Linked DNA regions of Gossypium hirsutum: region 1 is linked to region 2. The links are chromatin contacts, called in public Hi-C maps. All regions are on one chromosome and are shown on one strand. Each heading gives the region's core, a stretch centred on a gene start, on an enhancer-like site or on the middle of the called end of the contact. The rest is flanking DNA. Distances are from core to core; before and after follow the strand shown.

Region 1 (4,645 bases), core at 1,732-4,231, 270 kb after region 2:
TGGTCATACAAGTGTAATGTCATTTTAAGATACTTGATTTTAGTGGGAGTTTGTAATTTTAAATATTTTTCTGTTATAGACACATTTTTTGTTATTTTAGTTTACAGATACTGAGGATATTTTTTTTTTTGTAGAAATTAGGTTTATTTAGTTTATTCACACTCTGTTTTTGGTAAATTTTGATCTCACTAAGGTTAATAAGGACTAGTTGGAAATAGGCATGTTTAGATCACATTGCATTTAATTTCCATGCTACACATCCATACTTGATCTATATAATTTGGTTGTGTTAATATATGTGATCAATGATGGATTTAGTTATGATGTATGTAACGAAAGTCGCATTAGTTCTATGTTGACATAATTAAATGATGAGATTGTTTGAAACACCTTTTGGATATAATAGTAAAGTTTTGAGCTTATAAAGTTTTATAATGACATATAATTGTAGAGTAATTAGTATATATATATGTGGTCCAAGTGGGAGATTGTTGGAAAAATATGGACATCACGTATATAATAAGGATAATTACATATTATTATTTACTATCATAAAAGGTTAACCCGAATTAAAGATGTTCTAATTTGGTTAAAATTTATTGGGCTTCTGTTATTAAATAAATTATAAGTCAAATATGTGTTGATACTCTAGTAACTAATTTCTAATTGATGATGAGCTGATTAGAAATTAAATTTAATGTGCAAAAGTTATATATTAGGGTTATGGTATCCAAATTACACATATGTAACTTTTCTGGCATCCTATATTCAGAAAAGAGTCACCTTCTCTAAAATACTTGTGTGTTAGTTTGAAAGATCAAAACCACAAGACTTGAATATTTCATGATATCAATGGATTCAGGTACACTTTCAATCTAGTTTTGTTCTTGATGATCTGACATGACAGATTTTGGTTTACGTTCTAGGTTTATATAAGAGTTTTATGGCTTTAATAAGTGTCACATCTTTAAACTGTTGTATTTTTTAAGCTCAAGAACTAAAATGAATTTAGTTATCAAGTTCAAGTACCAAAGTGGATAAAAAAAAGTACAAGTACCAAAATGGACCTAGTTATCAAGTTCATGGGAAAAAAATTATATTATTCCTTATAAAAAATTAAAACTTTAATTAATTGTTTTAGTTTTTTTTAAAATTACATTATTTTTAGATGAATAGTTTTTATAGTTTGAATAATTGTTATAAGTACTTATTCGTAATTTATTATTCTTCCAATTTTTTGAACAAAAGTTAAAAATCTCATATTTCTAATTATTTATTATCATAACTAAAATTATAAAATATTTGCTTCAATTTATTTTGTAATTTTTCATCTGCTTGAAAACAAACCCAATGTCACTACATAAAGTTTGGACAGGTGTTTAAAGAGATCCATTTGGGATTGTTTCTAACTATATATATATATATATATATTATAGATTATAAATTTAATAAAGTTAACTTTTCGTATACCAAACAAATATTTTCAACATCTTTTAACAGATAATTTTATATATCCCATCAAGATATCAAAACAAGTTAAAATTTAAAAACAAAACGTAATAAAAGTATTAATGACTATTAAATATCAAATTAATAAATATTTAAATAATGTAAAAAATAAGCATATCAAACAAATTATTTTTTGGAATAGGTTTTCTTTTCTTAACAAGTAATTCAATACTTATAGGTGTTAAGGCCCCTTATATGTCTTACATCCACATTGGAAACAGGGTAATGATTAAGGAACGATTACAGGTACCTTAACATTCTTAGGTGTTGAAGTCAGTAAAAATTTTAAAACCCTATCCTTTGTTGTTTATGTGCTTTTGTAGCATTTTAACATTTAAACCAACTTTGACACTCATATGTGTCATAGTTTTTTTAAAACCCTACAAAACCAAATCTTAGACGAAAAATCTCAAAAATTTAAATAATTATCTACATCTATATAAGTCTTCTAGGCGTATTTAGAAACTATTACCTAATTTAATCTTTAAACAATGTTTTTAACTAAGAGGTGAAAATCTCGAAAATTTAAAGTGATCTTGTCACTTATAGATGTCAAGATCTTTTTGAAAATTCTAACGTAACCCTAACTGTAAAATTTATAGATATCTCATCCCACTTGTTTATTTGCATAGAAATCTAAAAATTCATCTTATATAAATATGTATATTCTATACTATCCTATGTAATTGAAAATCCTTATAAATGTTATAATGGTCGCCTCCTTATTAGGATTAGATAAAAGACATGTCGTTCACAATGCAACAACAATGGAGTGTTCTCTAGTGTCTTGGTGGTAGCACCATGAACAGCTTACAAATTCTTTAATTTGAAATATTCAAGGCTTTGAAAATGTGATTGAGAAGAAATTTGTTGATCTAAAAAAACATTTCTCATATTAACATCACCTTAATATAACATTAAAAAAAAGGTTGTATGATACTAACATGTTGCTTATTTCATAACTTCAATCATTAATGGAATTGAGATGATCCATGTACTTCGAAAAGTACATGAAAAAATAATATCTTGATAATATTAATGATGCCGATTAAAATTTAGATAATGATTAACTTGATCAATGACCAACAAATGATAATAAAAAACGTATGTTAAATATTAAAGAGTGAATAACCCAACAAATAAACACTAGAATAATTAGATAAAATTGTTTTAATTTTTTATTATATTCAAATTTAATTGTTATTAATTGTTTATTAAACTTTTTAGTATAATATTTTAAAATAAAAAACTTAATAGTAATGTAATTTAAAAAAATTAAGTTGTAATAAATTCGAATTTAAAAAATAATATTAACAATGTTAAGAGTAAGATCTAAGTTTTAAAATTTGGAAAATAGAAAACTAAAATCTTACAAATAAAAATATAAAGATTAAATTTTAATAAAAAATAGTAAAATGGTTGCATAACGTCGTCGTTTAATACGAGTGGACTACCGTTTGAAACGGCGGCCGGAGTAGGAAAAAGGCTTGTTTGTCACTGATTTTATTGAAACGAAAGGAACCCAAAACAAGCAAATGCCAGTTGCAATAACACCTGGCTATCGCTACTGCCACAAGCTCAACCACCGCCTCTCCGCCTCAATTTCCGCCCTCTCCACCGCCAAAAAACCAATGGTCACTACAGCCAGCAGCTCCGGCACCACCAGCAACGCAGGCGCCTTCACCACCATTAAAGAAACAGTAACATTCGAAAAAGAAATAAAAAAGAGCAAATTCATCGCCATTGCTGGTCCCATCTCTAACGAGCAGTCCGCTCACTCTTTCCTCAACCAATTCAAGGATCCGCGTGCCACTCACAATTGTTGGGCTTACAAGGTAATCTAATATGACGCCACGCTTTTCTATCATCTCATTCATCTTGCCTCATAATTGACCTATCAAAAGTTTAATAGGTTGGGGATCAGTATCGGTCGAATGATGACGGCGAACCTTCTGGAACGGCGGGGAAGCCGATTCATTCTGCAATTGTTTCTTCAGGTTTTGACAGAATCATGGTGGTCGTTATTAGGTATATTTATTTACTTTTGACATATATTGCCATGATCAAAATTGAAGGGACAAATAACATGAATCTTCAAATAAATTTCAGGTATTTTGGAGGAATTAAATTGGGAACGGGAGGACTTGTTAGGGCTTATGGTGGAGTGGCCTCGGAATGCTTGAGAAATGCTCCAACTTGTCTTGTAAAATCTAAAGTAAGAATGGAAATAATCTATGTATGACAATTTTAATTTTTAAATTTTATGATTTTAATATTTGGAAATGTTGATATTTAATTGGAATTTTGAAGGTTCCAATGGGAGTGGAAGTTCCTTTTGATCTTTTGGGAGTTCTATACCATCAAGTGAGCAATTTTTTCCCTGTTCAAATTAGTCCTTCTAGAGAGATTCACGAACTTGTAATTCAGATAGCTATAAATGAAAGTTAGGCCTTATGGTCTGTTTTGTTTTGTTAAAAAAAAAATTTGATATTTTATGGTTAGTGTTTAGTTCTGTTTGTTGTTTGCATATAATGTTTATAAATAAAAAGTAGAAAAATTTTATGCTTCTTTTATATAAATTTCTCTTAATGTGGTTTCTCATCCGATTATTGGCTTATAGCCGTCAGAATGTGTTGGTTATGTAATTTAGTTTCTGATCCGATTAGCATGATTGGAATGTGTGTGATTGTATAATTTAGTTTCTCATCCGTTTTCCACCATCGGAATGTGTGTGGTTGTAGTTTCTCATCTGATAATCACCATTAGGATGTTTATGAATAATGATTGTAACATCCTTGGATACCGCTTGCTTGTTTCTCTAGCGACATGTCCCTTTAGTAACAAGTCAATTTATTCATGTCTATTTGTAAGTGGTAGTTTCAGTTCATCTGAGTCATATTGTGACCTGGAATGAATCATTTTCTGGAACCAGCATGTTACAAAGTAGGTTGTAAACTAAGGATTACAGATGCTGTGATTTGGATCCCAGATTATGTGAATACCACCTCTTAAGGGTAATTGCATGAACAAACCGAGTTAAACTGTGGGTTCAAAAGAAGGGTTTCTCTTAATTAGGGATAAGATGATTTTAAACTATTTATTTAACAAATTTATTTAACTTTTGGGGATCAAAACA
Region 2 (4,731 bases), core at 155-2,654:
TAAGCCGCATCATGTTTGCATTTTCTTTTTAGTCACCTAAATTTTAGATTATTTTCATTTTAATGACCCCAAAAAGTATATTTTTAATTATTGATTGGAATAAAAAAAATAAGGATTAAAGTGAAAAGCGGTAGGAACTAAAATAATACACAAAAATTGTCAAATTGTACTTGTTTATCCTATTATCGAAAATGCTAAATTTGGTTTTTGAAATATAAATTTTTAAATATTAAGATTCAAAATTATAGTAGTAAATCGGTTGACATTATCAATTGATAAAAAATTTAACAATTTTATTTAATTTATTTTGATGTTTTGAAATTATGTTAAAAAAACATCAATGAAAATTATTGACTTTAATAGTTGTATGTGAAACCCAATTTTATTTTGATTATATGATATTGAATCTTTCATACTAAGCTAAAAATAAAGAAAAATCCTTATAATTAATTAAATTAATAAATTTTATCTTCCATTCCAAATAAAACTCATACTTTCTTCATCACTTCTTTACTCACATGAAGAAGAAACAATTAATTTAATTAATTGCAAATATTTGTTCCTTTACTTTTAGCTTAGTATGAAAGATTCGAGACTATATAATCAAATTTTTTTTAAGTTTTGTAGACAATTATTAAATATGAATTATTTCATTAAGAATAATTTAGAACAAAAAATAAAATTTAAAAATTTAAAAAATAAAATTTTAAAATTTAAAAGAAGATTAAATTAATTAATTTTAATATTATAATACCAAATTGGTTGACATTCTTCTATGAACAAAAAAAATCAATAATTTATTCAATTTCTTTTGATATTTTGAAACTTAAAATTTCAATATTAAAATAAAATTTAGAATTTCAGCAATCGATAAACAAATATAATTTGACAGTTTTTATGTATTATTTTAGTTTTTATTACTTTTTCACTAAAATAGAAATGTAAACATGATATAATGTGTACATTAAACCACCTTTGGAGTTTTAATACTTTGAGTGATCAAAATGAAAGTTTTAGGTTTCTAAGAAGTTTACCCTTTATTTATATACCTTCGTGATTAAGTCTTAAATAAGCGCGGAAAATCAGGGTGGGGTGGGGGAATAAATAATAGCTGGGCAGGGGGGATTTACAGCACACCCGCAGTTTGGACTGAAAGCACCATTTGAGATGCGCGTGGGTCCCCTCTGCCCTAAAGTAACCCATCTTGGCCTCTGTGTGCAACCAAACCAAGCTCGAAAAAGAAACTATTAAAATATATCCAGCCGTTATAAAGAGGCGCGCGTTCACTTGCCACGTCAGCTTCCCGTTAACTTTACGACTCTCCGTTAGTTCTATGTTTCCGTCTTAATGTTCGTTTATTCTCTCCTAAATTTCGCTTCCATCTTCAACCATTTATTCTTCTTATTAATTGATGACATAAAAGGAAAAATATAATAAATGATTTTTTATAAAGCTAAGAAGAATTTTGCTTGAACTGTTGAACTAGACCCATTTTGTGTTTTACTCTCACTGTCACTCCAATTCTCACTCTCTTTTCACAATCACTTTGTGTGAGTAGTTTTTCCATCTCTACTTTCTCTTCATTACTAAACTTGATCAAAAGTCAAGGTTTTTTTCTTCCCCTTTGGGCGGCGGAGGGATTTTATTGAGTTTTAGTGATATCCTTTTGCTGGTTTGATCATTGAAGCTAATGAGATTTCAGTAATTGGTTTCTTTGTTACTACTCTGATCAGTGCTTGGCATGTGAAGTTGAATTGAATTCTCATCATCTTTATTTTCTCTGTTTGGTTTCTCGGAATCCTTTTAAGGAAAATAATAAAATAAAAGAATGTCGGTGCTGGAAACTTGTACTTTTCCATCTTTTTCATATAGATTTTCTTTTCCATTCATCTAGAAAACAATCGATCATATTAATGATTTGGTTTTGCTATATTTTGACTTTTTTTGGTAAAGTTTTGGACTTTATTTTTTTTTCACACTGCTTGATTAGAAAGACAGACAAGGAAAGAAACATGATCAGAATTCCCCAGTTTCTTTTATTAATTATTTAGTTTGCTAGTGTTGCTCTTTTGCTTGTGTTAATTTGGGTGTTAAACTCTCTCTTAGGGGTTGGATTTTAGGTCAAGTGGAAGAACTTTACAATGTTCACCCAAGGCCTTGACAAGGATGCGTTCAGATGGGTTCGTGCGGTGAGTCATTTCAGTTGTTTATCCCTATAATTTCATACATTTATGCATTTGTATAGGTATTTGCTGCAAACATTTGTTTATTTAAATATATAGATATTTCATTGATTCGTGAAGGTAATGTTTGAAGTAGTTTTTACGTATATAGTGTAGTCTGAGGTGTTGGTCGAGTCTGATCTTATTGTTTTAAACTTGTATTAGGGAGGTGCTGCCAAGAACAGAGATTTTTTCGGTGTGACCATGGCAGTAAAACAAGCACTTGACCCTATTACCAGTTTAAGAAATGCTGGATTACCTCCTTCTGCAAAATTTCGTAATGGACATTTATCCCAGAATATAATACCTGTTAGTGGCAATGATGATGGTTCAGAATCAGACATGGACATCTCATCTGATTCTGAAGAGCATGCCCATGACGGGCAGTACTCGTTCATTTCATCTCCACAAGATGATAAGGTGCATAATGTTGCAGCTGCTTCGATGCAGAAATCAGAGGCTCATGGTCATTATGGACCTCAGCTGAAACTAGGAAATGGTGCTCAGAGACCAGCTCAGGTCTGTGGTGGGAAGGCGGACACTGTAGATAAGCAATTTTCAGATTCTGCCTGTAGCACTGAAGTTTCGTATATGCAGTATAGAAGCAACAATGGTGGTGCACCTCCTGGGGAAGCATATAATTCAGATAGTTATTCTTCTACAGTTACTTCTAGGGTAGGCATTGAAATAGTATCTAAATAGTTTTGCATCTTTAAGTGAACTTCTGGATACAAAACCTTTACTTACCTCGCTAAGAATTTTGCTTTTACTCAAGCACTTTCTCCTTTAATGTTATTTCCTTTGGTAATTTGTTATTATTTTATTAAGTTGCTTTGATTGTGCCCCCTTAAGCATTAAAGTAGAAACCTGGGCACTTGGCAACACTTTTTGGTCATGCTTATACAAATTTAAGATGGTACCTTTTTTTATGTGCAAAGTACATTGGGTGATATCTCCATTGTCAATTGGTGAGCTACCAGGGTTTCACATCCTAAAATGTTTCCTTTTTAACTTTCTAATGGTTTGACCGGTTATGGGAATGGGACTGGAGATGTTGAAATGGCTTCATTTGGGGGTATTCTTTAACTTGATTGTAATATGAAATTATAAGATTGAAATGTGAAGACCGCTTTGATGGTCAACTTAAATTTATTGTTAGTCTAAAACATTATACTCTGTGTAGTACTCAGCTATCTACATCCATGTAGGTTTTTCATACTGGAGGAATGCAAAAGGTGAAGCCTTTTCACTATGATACCATTATTCAAGATAACAGCGGGGATGAGATTCTCGACCAATCAGTGAGGTTTGTGTTTCTGCATCTCTATGCATAGTTCCCTTGATGTTTTCCGAGAAAAATGTCTGCAGTGCACTTCAATTGAACAATTATGTATTACAGGACTGTGGAACATGGAGGAACCAACGAATCCACTAATAATATGCCCACACGTCGCCCTATATTTCATGCAAGGTTAGTTAATAGCTAAGCTAGGCATGGGTTTCTTTGGTTTAGCATTTTGCCTTCATAAGTTTAGACAACTGACTGCATTGATTAAAATGTTTCAGTGGGCTTGGTCCATGGTGTGCAGTGCTGTCTTATGATGCTTGTGTACGTTTATGCTTAAATTCATGGGCCAAAGGTTGCACAGAAGAGGCTCCCTACTTCTTGAATCAAGAATGTGCAGAGTTGCGGAAAGCATTTGGGTGAGTCAATGTATTCCCTTTTTGTTTGTTTTGTATCATGTTTTTGCGGTTAATGCCCTGCCAGTTTATGGTCAATATGTGATCAAAATACTAGTTTAACTCTGAAATCCAACTTAAGATTGGTTGAATGAAGCCTCTCTAATATTGAAATCCCTATAACTTGATATGCTGATAGAAGTATGAAATATTACCCATATTTGGCAATATGGGGTCAGAAATAAGCATGGATGAAATATTACCCATATTTGGCAATATGGGGTCAGAAATAAGCATGGATGGATGTCGAACTTTAGACATATTGACCATGTGATACTGTTGCTTTGGTTAGTTCCTTGCCTTCCATGATAGTTACCATCACCGGAAAACTTTGCATTAGGGTTAGTTATTTCTCATTTTTATCAAAGAATCATTGAGGCGATTTGGTTCTTTGAAAATATTTCTGGTCCACCCTAACGAACAGATTATAAGTTACGGTTGGTTATGAAATATATAGTAGTTGATGCTATGGCCTGCGTTGAATTCTTAATTTCACTTAATAAAGAACCATTTTAGAACATACTAAATACTTGCAATGAGATTCATTGCATTTTAACCAGCTCACTTAGAATAAACACCCAGTGTTCCTGGCTTTTGCTTGCAATGATTGCATTGTTCATGCCTGCCTGCCTTTGTGCATCCGTGCATGTAAGATTCAAGCTTTCTTGTTTATATTTGGATATGCAGTCCATTTACATGATGCTTTCTTATTGTTAATATATTCCGGGCTTGTTAGTTCTTCCCTTTATGTTTTGAGTTACCTATCTCT

What was found. Hi-C and Micro-C count contacts between places; a contact is called where the count stands out from the background.
Region 1: a contact with region 2 is called in a Hi-C map of leaf, with 6 times the contacts expected there. The contact joins the promoter of LOC107959188 here to the promoter of LOC107898672 in region 2. A contact is called at or near these places in 20 of 34 Hi-C or Micro-C datasets (anther, callus, fibers and 4 more).

What each region holds. Positions count from the first base shown.
Region 1 is chrA11:55,338,464-55,343,108 of Gossypium_hirsutum_v2.1, forward strand. LOC107959188 (IMPACT family member in pol 5'region) reads left to right here and starts at 2,982. Exons shown (of 6, transcript XR_005905207.1): 1 at 2,982-3,344; 2 at 3,422-3,537; 3 at 3,619-3,724; 4 at 3,820-3,873.
Region 2 is chrA11:55,074,334-55,079,064 of Gossypium_hirsutum_v2.1, forward strand. LOC107898672 reads left to right here and starts at 1,405. Exons shown (of 23, transcript XM_041081984.1): 1 at 1,405-1,550; 2 at 2,107-2,189; 3 at 2,388-2,897; 4 at 3,431-3,528; 5 at 3,622-3,693; 6 at 3,789-3,926. The coding sequence starts at 2,142.